Regions from separate parts of the Zea mays genome. Here region 2 is linked to region 1. The links are chromatin contacts, called in public Hi-C maps. All regions are on one chromosome and are shown on one strand. The core of a region is the stretch at or near the end of the contact, and the rest is flanking DNA. Distances in the headings are between cores, read along the strand shown.

Region 1 (6,570 bases), core at 4-2,503:
CATGAGCGACTGGTAAACCATGCTGCCGGTGCCGGCGAGGCGGGCCTGGAGGCCCTCGGCGAAGCAGTGAGCGAGGCGCTGGGTGGCGTCCCCCTGCGGGCTTGCGTGCTGCTTGATCTGCCTGAGCAGCTCGGTGGCGCTGCGGCGGTCGTCCGAGGCGACGGCCTGCGCGCAGTGGACGAGCAGCGTGCGCAGGTCCACCACCTCCCGCCCACCGCGGCGGCCCTTGGCCTTGCCGTTCCCGGCGGCGACCGCCGCCTCCTTGGCGGCCTCCTCCTGCATGGCGATCCGCAGCTGCTGCATCTGCTCCGTGCACGTCTCGGGGCAGGTCATGATGTACTTCTCGAAGACGTCCCGCTCGTCGCCGTCCCCCTGCAGCGCGCTCTGCTTGCTGCTCCGGCGCTGCAGCTCCAGGTCCTCCTCGTCATCGTCCAAGCGGTTCCTCCGACCGCGGCCCAGGACGACGCCGCCGCTGCCAAGCGCGGCATCAGGCGCAGCGAGGATCACCTCCTCCTCCTTCACCGCCATAGCCACGGCGGCAGGGGCGGTGGTGGCGGCGGCGGCGTTGAATCCGGGCGCGAGGTTTTCTGCGGCGCGGGTGGGGAGGACAAACCGCTTGGGGTCGTCTGGCGGATCGAGGTCGATGACGAGCTTGTCCTCTGAGGGCAGGAACTTGTTGGCCTCCTCCATGCCCTTGAGGAAGGCGGAGCTCATGAGGTCGGAGTTGGCCCCGTTGCTGAAGAAGGCCGCGGGGTCGAGGTCGAAGCCGTCGAACTGGACGGCGGGGGCCGGGGAGTAGGAGTCGACCGCGGCTGGGGTGAGCGGCGCGCTGGCGGACGCGTCGGAGGAGGAGTGGTTGACGCTGGCGCTGCTGTTGGTGGTGCCAGTGGTGGTGGTCGGGGACGAGGCGTCGTCGGAGAGGATGTCAAGGAAGGACTGCTGCGCCTGGAGGAGCGCGGGGTTGTCCGGGTAGTCGTAGAAGAAGGTGTCGTCGATGTCGTCCTCCATGAGCATGCTGGAGATGTAGGGGAGCAACATGTCCTGCGTGGGGCCTTTGCTCCCCTGCTGCTGCTGCTGGGACTGCGGGTACGGCTGAGGCTGCGGGGTGGGCGGGAGGTCGAGGTACGCGGAGGGCGAGGCGGGGCCGAGGTCGGAGAGGTAGAGGAAGAGGTCGTCGGCGGCCGGGGACGGGTAGGGGTCGTAGGAGGAGCCCATGGCGGCGGCGAAGTTGGGGAAGAGCGGTTGCGCGGGAGGAAGTGGATGAGAATGAGGAGGTTTTTAGCTGCTGGCTGGCTTTGTAGGGGGCGCGGCGGGGAGGTGCAGCGGGCGACGAAGGTTCGAGGAAGGCGGCATCGGCGGAAATAGGATGGATTCGCGGGGGCGGGGTGGAGGTTGGGGGATGATGACGGAGGCGGAGGGAGTGGAAGGAGATAGAGAGAGGGGATCGAGAGCCCCGTGGCCCGTGGGCGTGGCATAATGTGGGCCCGGGCTCGGTTCGGGCGGCGACCGGGCTCGATCGGTTTTCCCTTTTCTCTTCCGCCGTGGCATAGAAGCTGACAAGGGCCACGAGCGCAAGGCCCAAACCTAATAGATAGAGGTCCAGGAAGGCCGTTGGAAGCAGTCCAAAAGAGAGGCGAGGCCGCTGCATGGCGGGCAACGGCATCAGCAGCAATGCAGCATGGGTGCACCTCTATGACCGTACACGCAGCCGGAACGGTAGAATGGCAGGGTGACGTGTGACACTGTGACGTGTCCATGCAACAAACATGGAGCCCGCCCGCGACTTCCTCTGCCGCATCGCAGTTGCATAAACGAGTAACGGAGATGCCAATGTTAGCCGCGACCAGATGATCGATAGATATTTACTCCCATTAAAATATGTATTAGAACGTTCTGTCCTCACTTATACCCACTAACCCATGGATATAAAATATCTTGTATAAAAGTGTAAATTTGGACTTCGATTATCCATCATTTTGACTATTTAACAACCTTTTGGATGATAATATCATAGAAGGCTTAACAACTATTTGATGACCATGTAATAAAACATGTATATGTTATGTGGTACTATCTTAGTGTTGCTACTTTATCTAATTATCCATGATGTTGTTGAATAGATGAATGAATGAATGAATGATGCTAGAAATTTTGTAATAATATTTAGATGGATACACTTGATATTCGTATAATGTATTCTTGATAGATGTTTAATCTTGTGGTACGGATGACCTATACCCATATAAGTATGTGTATGGAGGTAAATCCATACCCACCAGTGTATATGGGTGACCTGACGTGGTTATTTTTTGTCGCAGGTATAGGTATGAGATATACCCATTGCCATCTCTAATGGTGACCCACACGCGTCGTGCCAGGTGCGGTTAGCCTATGATCAATTATACAATAGGTGTTTTGGCGACTAAGTAAACCCTCTCAGCCTCACGGCAGAAACAAAAGACAGCCCAAGTCACCCTCAGCCTCCATGTATGTCCCTGTCGCTTCTATCACTACCAAATCTGCAGCCACCGCCTCTCCCACGGCCATCGCCATCGAACCTGCCTCCCTCCCATCGTGTCCTACAGGATTTATCGAAGCAATAAGTCTTCGTCCGCTTGCAAAAATGGATGGAAAACAAAGAAAGTGTCATGGTTAGCTACCTCTAGCCGGTGGCCTCATGGTGCTGAGCCAACGAAGAGCTTGTAGCCGCCGCCGCCATGTAGCGAGGGTTTAGGGTTTTCGTGGGGATTAGGGTTGGCAGGGGAGGTGAGCCTGTAGGGCCACCCGGTGGCGGTGGGACGAGAGCGGGGCCACTGAGAGAAGGTTAACTAGGAGGCCAAGTAGCGAGGGTTTAGGGTTTTCGTGTGGATTGGGGTCGGCGGGAGAGATGAGCGTGGAGGGCCACCGGTGGCGGAGGGAGCTAGGAGAGCGAGGCCATCGGATCCAGAGCATACGAACCTATAGAGATCATCTTATCGCTTGGACTGTGGGTAGAATAAAAGGAAATGTATGGTTTTTTCTAAAAAATATTGACGCGGGACAACTGTCAAAACTGGTGCTTTAATATAGTAGAGATTAGCGCGCACCCAGCGCACCTAGATAACATTTGGATAATCTCTACTACTCTATAAGACTAATGTAGACCATCTGTGCACCATGGTTCTGCCCTCCCACCTCTCCCTACTGCCCCTGCTCCCACAAACGTAAGGAATGTGTTGGTCTTTGTTCTCGAATGCTATACATAAAGAACAAAGCAACACAATTATTAACGATTAGAGACCTTCATCCTTCGAAGCATTATTTCCCTTAGGATATAATGATCCTCAAACGAAGGTCATGAAGGGCATACCTTCATCATTTTGATGAACAAAGATGTAAATAGAAACATACGAAACATATAAAGAATATAAACAATCATATCAAATCATTAGATTATTTATATTCTCATTTTATAAATATGAATAAATATCGATAATGTTTATATTACATTTGTACCTTCGGCTTGACAGAAGATGGAAGTACAAGAGTGATGCAAGAATGATTACAAGTCAGCGTGAATAGTACAGAGGTACTGATCATCTATTTATAGGCACGGGACACAGCCCGGACAAAATTACATCTGTGTCCCTGGCAACTAATTATAATTACAATACAAATTAACAGGGATTACACAGTCTTTTCCTCTTTAAGTCAGTATCGTCCTTCGTCTTTAGCATGTTACCATACCGAAGCTCCTTCGATCGTAGCTTCGGCTTACATCTTCATGTCACACCTTCTTATGTATTGCCCTGCCGAAGGTGTTTTTGCTTAGAGGACCTTCGGTGAAGAAGAAGAAGACCCCCAACAGTAGCTCATTCGCGGTGCTAGATCATTTTTTGTAACAAGCTCAATCCGTGAAAAACATGAAGGCTTCGGAATGTCGAAGGTCCGAAAAACACCTTCCCTGAGCTCGTTGCCAAGAAATGATTATAATATTCCAATCGCTGGACGGTCCACCGTTCAGCGAGTGCGGGCGGCCTAGCGGTTCACCTTCCCCTGCAGCACTATATAAACAGACGGGTTGGTGAGGAGTTACCACAGCATTCATTACCATTGCACTGTTGTGCTGTTAAAAAATTTAACTGTAGCCAAAGCTTTCTGCATTGCACACTTGAGCGAACGCTTCATCATTTGAGATTAGCTTTGTTAAAAAGTGAAAACATCGAAATGGCTAGAGTGCGATCAACTGCTAGAGTGTCTCGCAAGGGAGACGAGACCAAAATAACTGAGACCACCAATATCAGAGGTGATGAGGCAGTCGGGTCTTGTTGTGCCAGAAAAGCCTATTGCCGAAGGTGCTCTGACTGCTGAAGCTGAAGGAATCACAGTTGAAGAGGGAAGTGGTAATGAAGACAAAGAAGATTACAACATTTTGAAGCCAGAAAAACCTAGTCACCTTGACTTTGGTAGATCCACCGTGACGGCAGATGATATGATTATAATGAAGAAATTAGGTTACTTTGGTGAAGCCGAGAGTAGGCTTGTTTGCTTTGCTGGTGAGGAAGTGGTTCCAAAGCCGAAGGATGATGAAGTTGTTGTGTTTAAAAGCTTCTTTAGGGCGGGGCTTCGATTCCCTCTTTATGATATAATAGGAGAGGTTTTAAACATTTTGAAATATACCTTCATCAATTGACACCCAATGCAATTGTTAGACTAAGTGTCTACATCTGGTCCCTCCGAAGCCAAGGGATGAGTCCTAATGCCGAAGCTTTCTGTCGAGTGCACGAGCTGCATTACCAGACGAAGGCCAGGGCAGATGGCCTTCATGAGAATTTTGGTTGTTATAATTTTGCGTATCGAAAGGATATGAAGGCACTAGTTCTCAGCTACCGCACTAAGTAGCCAACTGGTTGGAAGAGTGAGTGGTTTTATATGAAGACCGACGAGAAAAGGAGAAAGAAGCTAATGACTATGGTGATGAGTCCACTGACTTTGAATTTCAAAATTACAAGGCCCTTGTGCCATATGCAGCTTGGCTCTCCATGCCAGGTAGCTGAAGTTGAATTTAGAATTGTGGCGGTCAAAATCAGCACTAGGGATCTAGTGCAAGAATTTTTGGCAAACAGGGTATTCCCGACCTCTAGTGGCTGGGGAATGCCCAAGAAAAAGGATGGGGGTAAAAAGCACGAACTTGTTCGGCTCCCATACCGGTTCAAGTTTGAGAAAGAGTTCAAGAAGCCATGCCAAGAGTGGTTGGAAATGATTGAAACTATGTGCAACGAAATTCTTGGTAATTATACCAAGAAAGAGGACCAACTAATGACTGCTGCCTTCAGCACCCAGCCAAAATGAATGTTGAATCACGTGATGGACGCGCTAGATTTTGAATATCCAGACTATGAAAGACTTGATAAGGGTGCCGAAGGTTTGAAGAGAAAGAGAATTGTTAGTATCTTAAATAGACAGGCTGCCAGAATGGTTAAGGAGGATGAGAAGATTTCAAAGAAGACAAAATCTGCTCCTGAACCGAAGGCTGCAATCTCAAAAAAGAGGAAGCCTGAGAGGAGGCCTGAAGTAGTCGAGCCGAAGGTAACTGAGGCAAGAGAAGAAACTCCTTCAACTCCTCCTGCTGCTGAAATAGCAAAAATTCTAAAGGTAATAACTGAATCCTTACCCATCAAGCTTCTAAGTCCTCTGGGACCAGAACTGACGAAAGTTTTATAGAAGAAGGATCAACCCTCAGCCATAAAGGAGAAGACTGAAGGTCACAAGAGACGAAGAATTGTTAATGTTATGCAAGCTATTGAGCGGACACCACCTCTGGCGTCAGCGTCCAGAATAGTGCCTGTTGGAAGTGCTGAGGCTGAGACCACTGCATGTTGGGGACTTGTTCTCAAATGCTAAGAGTTAAGAACAAGGCAACATAAAAAGTGTTAAGTGTTAAAGTCCTTCGTCCTTCGAAGCATTATGTCCCTTCGGGAAATAATGAGTTTCGGACGAAGGTCATAAGAGACATACCTTCGTAAACATAACAAGTAATGACGAAGGATTCATATAAAGCATGAAATATAATATAAGCATCATCATAGAATCATTTCTATTTTATTAACATGGAAAAATAGAAATGATTTCAAATTACAAATGTACCTTCGGTCCTGAGAGAAGGTAAAAAGTACAAGCGTGACGCAAAAGCAAATGCCAAGTCAGCGTGAACAGTACGGGGATACTGTTCACCTATTTATAGACACGGGACACAGCCCTTACAAAATTACATTTATGCCCTTTACATCTGACAATAACTCTATAGTAATCCATCGAGGTCCGAATAGCCTTTTCATCTTTAAGTCGGTTTCCTTTCCTGCCACCATGCCGAAGCTTTTCTGCTCACAGCTTCGGTGCTGTATCAACCTTCGTATGCTTTGAGCTTCTCCCTCTGTGATACCGATTCGAGTCCGAAGATACCTGTTTGCACATTATACTCCAGAAACACTATTAAATCATGTTTTTGAGGACCTTCGGACGCCGAAGGTCCCCAACAGTAGCCCCTCGCAATATTAATTTGTTTGAAATAATAAATTCAGATTGCGATAT
Region 2 (6,445 bases), core at 1,477-3,976, 520 kb before region 1:
CTTTGTATCGGTGTGTATACCTTGAAAAACACAGATTTCTCTTCGAAAGTCAGCTCACCTGTTGTTTACCTCACTGATCGCATCTCTTTTTTTCAGGTTGTCCTGTACATGGAGCTTTATGTAAGTGTGCTCTCTGAACTCTAAAACTTATTGTGAATGGCCTTGGTTGTCGAACACAAGTGATTTTTATGTATATATTTTTTTTGCAGGCAAGCTGCGTGGAGTACATTACGCTGCTAGGAGACAGCTTGTCGTCAGTGTTTCCCTCAGCGCATTTAGCTTTCACTGGCATCGACCTGAACGCGCACAATCTCTTTGCAACCACAATGGCCTTGGCAATCCTCCCATCAGTCTGGCTCAGGAACCTCAGTCTCCTCTCATATCTTTCTGGTATGTAAAAAAATGTGGAATTGCTTCTTACTCCCTCTGTACTGATCATAGGAATGTAGTTAGAATTGACTCGTATCACTGATAGTTCAGTCAGTTTATGATCAACAAAAGTAATCTTTGAGCGAAAGAAGGATTGTTCCTGACTCCTGACCGTCTCTGTATGTACTCAGCTGGAGGCGTGATCGCGACGATCACGGTCATCGTCTGCCTATGCTGGGTTGGCATCGGAGAAGGAATTGGGTTTCGCTTTTCCGGTGCTGTAGTGAACGTGACCCACCTTCCAGTGGCACTCGGCCTGTATGGGTACTGCTACTCAGGACACTCGGTGTTCCCAAACATCTACTCGTCCATGAAGGAGCGCTCGCAGTTTCCATTCGTGCTCATGTTCTGGTAAGCGGTGCTCTTAACTTTGTTGCTTCTTGTTAACATGGGCCGCCTTCTTGTTAACACAAAATGCCATCCTGCACCGTTTTCAGCTTCACGGTGGTAACGCTTGTGTACGCCGGAGTTGCGGTCTCAGGGTTCCTGATGTTCGGCGAGTCCACTATGTCACAGTTCACCCTAAACTTGCCACAGCAGTACATCCCATCCAAGATTGCCATTTGGATGACGGTGCGAGGGAAAACCACACTTTACCATTCTGCCATCGCGTTCAGAATGAAGACGACGAGATGCTAATTTCATTGCTTTTGTTTTTTTTTTGTTGCATTTTTCTTTCTGGTTCCAGGTTGTGAATCCTTACACAAAGTATGCACTGACGATGACGCCGGTCGCCTTGTCGATAGAGGAAGCCCTACCAAAGAAGATGCAGAGTTACCTGGTCGGAATGCTCGTTAGGACATGCCTCGTCCTCTCAACCGTTGCGGTGGCTCTGCTTTTCCCTTACTTTGGTGAGTAGTAGTAGTCTTTCTCGGTTTAACTGAATGATCCTCCCCTCCATTTTTAAATTTTAAGATGTTTTTTTTTGACTTTTTCCTACCCTCCTCTGGTTTCTCAGCCCTGGTGATGGCACTGCTTGGATCCGTGTTCACAATGCTCGTGGTAGGTTCTGGAGAACATTTCACCTACACTTCTGCGGTGGATTTCTCTACTTTGGCCATTTGAAAGAAGTTGATAAAAAAAATGTGCTTGATGATGATTTATACAGGCCTTGATACTCCCATGCGCATGCTACCTCTCCATCAAGAAGGGCGCAGTGCCCTTGTGGGAGGTAACCACCAACTAGAAACGCGCGGACCAACAAATACAGGATTGGAACCTGAAACTGCTCAACACTGAGTATCTATGGTCATTTTCTTTGCAGATCATCCTGTGCATAATCATCATAGCGATTGGCGTTGTGTGCGCGTGCATCGGCTCATTTACCTCGATCAACCAGATGATTAGCAGCAGATAGTGTCTGCGTAGCTGTTGCAGATTCTTTCTTTCCAATGTTGACAGAGCTGAAACTAGCAGTCTGTCGTTTTTTTTTTGTTTTTTTGTTTTTGCAGCTACGTTTATTTGTTCCTTCTTTTTGACAGAAAAAAGAAACTCGGTAAGAAAGTTTTTCTGTAACAGGGTGAAGTTATATTTCAGGCAATCATGATAGTAATTCTTTTGCGTACAATTATGAACCACAGGATGAAGTTATACTAATTTTTCCGACAGCTATGGACACATATGAACCACAGGATGGCCACACAACAGGCACATCTCCGATCTCTCACCATGACACTTTTTTTTGTTTTGTTTTGGGGTTGCTGTTGTTGGGAAACTAGTCAGTATATATGGCACATGTGATGGACATCACGTCCTCACCTACCAGGGCGCTACAGCTCCAGGCCCACATGGGCCGAGCCACAGCCCACATCCACCGAACGGGGTGGGGGGGCCTACGCGCTACGGCCATGGATAGATGCGCACCGCTTGCACGAGCTAGTCCCTCCAGCACACGAGCATGGTGACGCAGCGGCGCATGATGTAGAACCTGGCCCTCTGCTCCTTCACCAGGCCCGCCAGGCGGCCCGGCACCGACCTGCCCGCGGCGGCCCTGGACGGCCGGCTCTTCAGCCCCGCCGCCGCCGACGCCGACGCCGACCTCCGGCTCCCCTTCTTGGAAAGCGGCGTCTTGCTCTTGTCGTCCATGTGCATCTCCATCTCTTCCTGTACGAGCTCTCTGCAGTGGCAGTTGTTCTTGGAAATGGTGGAAGCTTGCAATGTGTGGCTCTCTCTCTCTCTCTCTGGAGTCTGGTTGCGGTTGGCTTGTTGCAGATGGAGTGGAAAGCGAAGAGTGAGGTGGTGGTATTTATAGGCCCTCCAGCTCCCCAGATGAGATGACACACAATCATCCAAGGGGAGAATGGGTCGACGTGAGGTCCCGGGTCCCGGCTCTGTGTTAATGTGCTGTCGATGAGTGCTTGGACTAGACTATTACACCACGCCATGGGCCATTAAAATGTAGTAATTGAGACTAGCCTAGCTTGGTATGTATAGATTAGATATGTGTTGTGTGGTGGACGGGTGGGGCCATCGTCATAATCTCTCTTTCCATGTCCCTCATACTCTATCGGACCATGTCCCCCGGAGAAAGGGCCGTGGGCCCGGCCGGTCCTTTCGGCGCCATGCATTGCTCGTGCAGTGATGCACTTCTCATCCGCCGCCCGCTCGTCCGCTGCATATTTGAATCGTATGGTCTCAGGACTCAGGACCACGTCGTCTCCATGGTCTAACAATTTGGGGTTGGGCCCGGCGACACGACGCCGGCAGCCACCACAAGCCCACGAAGACGCGACGGATGCATGGACGCGACGCGGAGGTGACAAGAGAGCCGGGAGACCCCAGCCGTGCGGTCCGCGGAAAACGACAGTGGCTTACGCACACGCACATCGGTCCCAGTCAGGATGGGGGGGTCCGGACGAGGGGTCTTTACTTGTTGGTGATCCGAAGCAGCTACCTGTTCCGTTCTTCCATGCATCCATGAAGATGAAGTGGACTGCCCACCAAGCATCAAGCATGCACCCTATCATCAGCTGGTCAATAGTGTGCGTACGACCTCTGCATTGTCACAACCAACGACACGTCCGCGACCAAAAAAAAAAAAGGATCGCCATGCGTGCACAGATAATCGCTGCAGCTCGGACAAAACAGGAGGACGACGTACACGGACAGCAATATTATCGTGTCACTGCAAATGCAACGCAACGCAATGCAATGCACCGAGATGCCCCATGATCGAGTCGGATGGCACGTCGCTTCAAGAGGGAAATGCCGTGTCGGAACGACCGAATTTTTTTAGCTTTTTTTCTTCTGGAAAAACATATATTCGTATCCATATCTCTACGCGTCTTAATTCCTGTTTTGGACAATAAGCTCGGCCTAGTAGTTCACGGTGTTGGGGTACTTGACGTGGCATCTGATCTGGCGTGGTGCAGACGTGGCCAACACTTGGCGTGTGCCACCTGTTTTGATCCGATTAGCTCAGCGCGGCAGATCTTATAGCAGCTCCAAAACACGCGAAAAAGGACCCCAAAAAAGCGTTTTTTGTGTGCGGGCAAACTCCGTTTTCTCCTCCTCCAATAGACCCCTCCGTCTTTCCTCCAAAGTTTTTTCGTCGTGACACGTCGGGGGCGATCGCACCCGCGTTATTTGCGTGAGGCGAAATCCGTCTGATCCTAGGGCGCGCTCACACATCCCACCTCTTTTCATGGACAAGCAAACAGGACCTCGCCACCTTCGTCGCCGTCGGCATCTGGTAGGTCCACGCGGGCTAGACGATTTGATGAGCCCTGAACTGCAGGAGGAGGCGGCCAGCCGTCGCCCCGGGCACCGCTCCATCCACGGCAACACAAATGGTACCGGCAACCTCCGGGTATTAACTCGCTCATCTCTCATGCGCTGATGACTCCACGACTCAACTCTATTCCTAGGCTTCAGCAAGTGGGGCGATGAGATGAAGTTGTTCTTGGTTGGTTGGAGTTCCTATACAGCTACTAGAAGTGGTGGTGAGAGTTTGGCTTAGATTACTGAAATGAAGTGGATGTCTTTTTTGGTCAATTGTGTTAGTTTCTAAAATTAAAATTTTCCATGTCAACTTCATAGTTAGGAATGTGCTATGTTTACATTATCTCATACATGTCAGTGATACAAGCTTTCTTTGGTTTCATTTCTGAAATAAAAAGTTTTGTAGTCAACTTAACTGCTTGGTTTCGTTTGTTGTGTACAATTTGGGCACATCTGCCTTCACCCTTTGCATTCATTTGTATAATCTGCCTAAGTTGTGATTCTAGTGAGAGCATGGCCACTTTGAAGATGGCTGAATCCTCATGATTTAGTGCAAATTGGTAGCTGCTCAGCTCATGTTTTGCTAGCAGTGCAAAGTGGAAAGCTTTTGAACATGGCATGCTTTAGTTGTACCTTAAAGATCTGTAGCTTTTTATCTCCTCTTTTGTTCCTACTACTCCCATGAACTGAACAAGTATGTCTACACGACAAAAGGAAGCAAAGCAAGGTCTGTCTAGTGGCCTATTGTCGTGTATATACAAGATGCTCGACACCATCACCAAGAGCACCGCAAAGGATGAAATGGCTCAGGTGCATGCACAAAAAGAAGAGCACAATGTGTATGTGTGTGGCCCATTTAAAGCACCTATTGGCCCATGTTCCTTTTTAATTTTTTAGTAATCTACTGTGGGATAACATTTTTGGGTGGATTTTATTTGCAACAGCTCCTAATAAGAGATTTTGGGGAATAAATTTTAAGTGCTCTTTTGGAGCTGCTCTTAGAACTCATCCGTTATTCTAAAAAACCTAGCATATAACCACAATTTTTATTGTATTTTATATGTCAGATTCTATAGCTTAAGCGTTTGGTGCCAAAATGTCTGGTGCGCGCTCGACTAAAAAATGGTGCAACAAGTATAAATCTATTTCGTACCTGGTGTATATGCATGCCTAGTACACCACCAGGCATGTCTAATGCACTCTAGAAAACTACTGAGAAAACCCTTTTTAAGCGCACTAGCTCTTCAAATGTTTTACCAAACATATTGGAACATATACTTAGCGTTTTTCAATGTGCTTTTGTTAAATATTTTCGCTTGCTCTCATATGCATCACTTAGGTCCATATGCAATGCATGTGATTCCAATATCCAGTGGTACGAGATGACCAAATTGTCTAATTAAGCTTCCCTTTTAATAGGATAGACATATGTCCTAAATCTAATCATGTACTCTACCGCATCTTGACCGACAAAATAAAATATCCTACTTATACCTTTGTCTTAAGCTCTTGTATATTTCTTTTTCTTCCTCCTCTTCTCCACGTTGAGCACTTGCATATCCTTTGTGGCCATCACCTCTTTTATGGTCGTCATTCTTGCTTAATCCTAGATGTGGATTTAATGTATCACATTCACAAATGTTAGAGTAGAGGTTAATTTACTAGTAGCCTCAATTACGAAAATCACAAATGGAGCGCTCACATTGTTTGAACCATATTCTATGCCATATGTATTTTTTCCAAATCAACATATGAGAAGAACCTGAACCAACCTTGATAGAAGCAAGTTCCTCCTCCGCTTGTTGAAGACAACCTAACTTGAAACCAGCTGCTAATGCTTCAGCTATGAGTTTAAGTGTTGAAATCTCAACATCACCAGCAACAATCTCCCCCTCAACGTCTAAATTGGAGTCATCGACTCTCCATGTTTTGGGTTGTACGAACTCCCTAGCTGGATATGTTTTGGCTTTTGTGAAGCCCAAACCACTATTTGAATCATGTTGGAGAGTGCCATTCTCTCCTCATCCATTTTCTTACATTTAGCGTGAGTGACGTTCTTCTCTTCATTGTCTTCTTCGAGATCAGAAGATGTCGGGCATGATCGCTGTTGGAGAGCACGACGCGTCACTGGGCCACCTTAACCTCGTAGCCATCTTTTGCTAGTTCAACGTACAATATGTTAAATATCGTCACTGATGAGAGATAGTACGTAGCTTCTTAAGTTCTTGGCTCAACATCTACTCAATCCCTCCACGGTGGCACACATTGACCGCATTGTTGGGCCAACATGTTTGCT

Evidence for each region. Hi-C and Micro-C count contacts between places; a contact is called where the count stands out from the background.
Region 2: a Hi-C map of endosperm shows a contact between it and region 1, with 2.8 times the contacts expected there. The contact joins the enhancer-like site here to the promoter of LOC103640045 in region 1. A contact is called at or near these places in 2 of 25 Hi-C or Micro-C datasets (ear and endosperm).

What each region holds. Positions count from the first base shown.
Region 1 is chr1:159,339,545-159,346,114 of Zm-B73-REFERENCE-NAM-5.0, reverse strand. It overlaps LOC103640045 (scarecrow-like protein 34), which reads right to left and starts at 1,253. Exons shown (of 1, transcript NM_001428420.1): 1 at 1-1,253. The coding sequence starts at 1,215.
Region 2 is chr1:159,864,807-159,871,251 of Zm-B73-REFERENCE-NAM-5.0, reverse strand. LOC103640076 reads left to right here. Exons shown (of 12, transcript XM_008662727.3): 4 at 1-10; 5 at 97-120; 6 at 210-390; 7 at 561-780; 8 at 867-1,002; 9 at 1,118-1,280; 10 at 1,388-1,431; 11 at 1,538-1,600; 12 at 1,694-2,036. The coding sequence ends at 1,786. Among protein-coding and RNA genes, the nearest start is that of LOC103640076, 4.6 kb to the left of the region's middle. Within about 2 kb of position 2,726, at least 19 of the 20 cell types and tissues checked have an H3K27ac peak or open chromatin away from gene starts, as enhancers often do. A contact at or near this core is called in ear and endosperm, where this site is marked.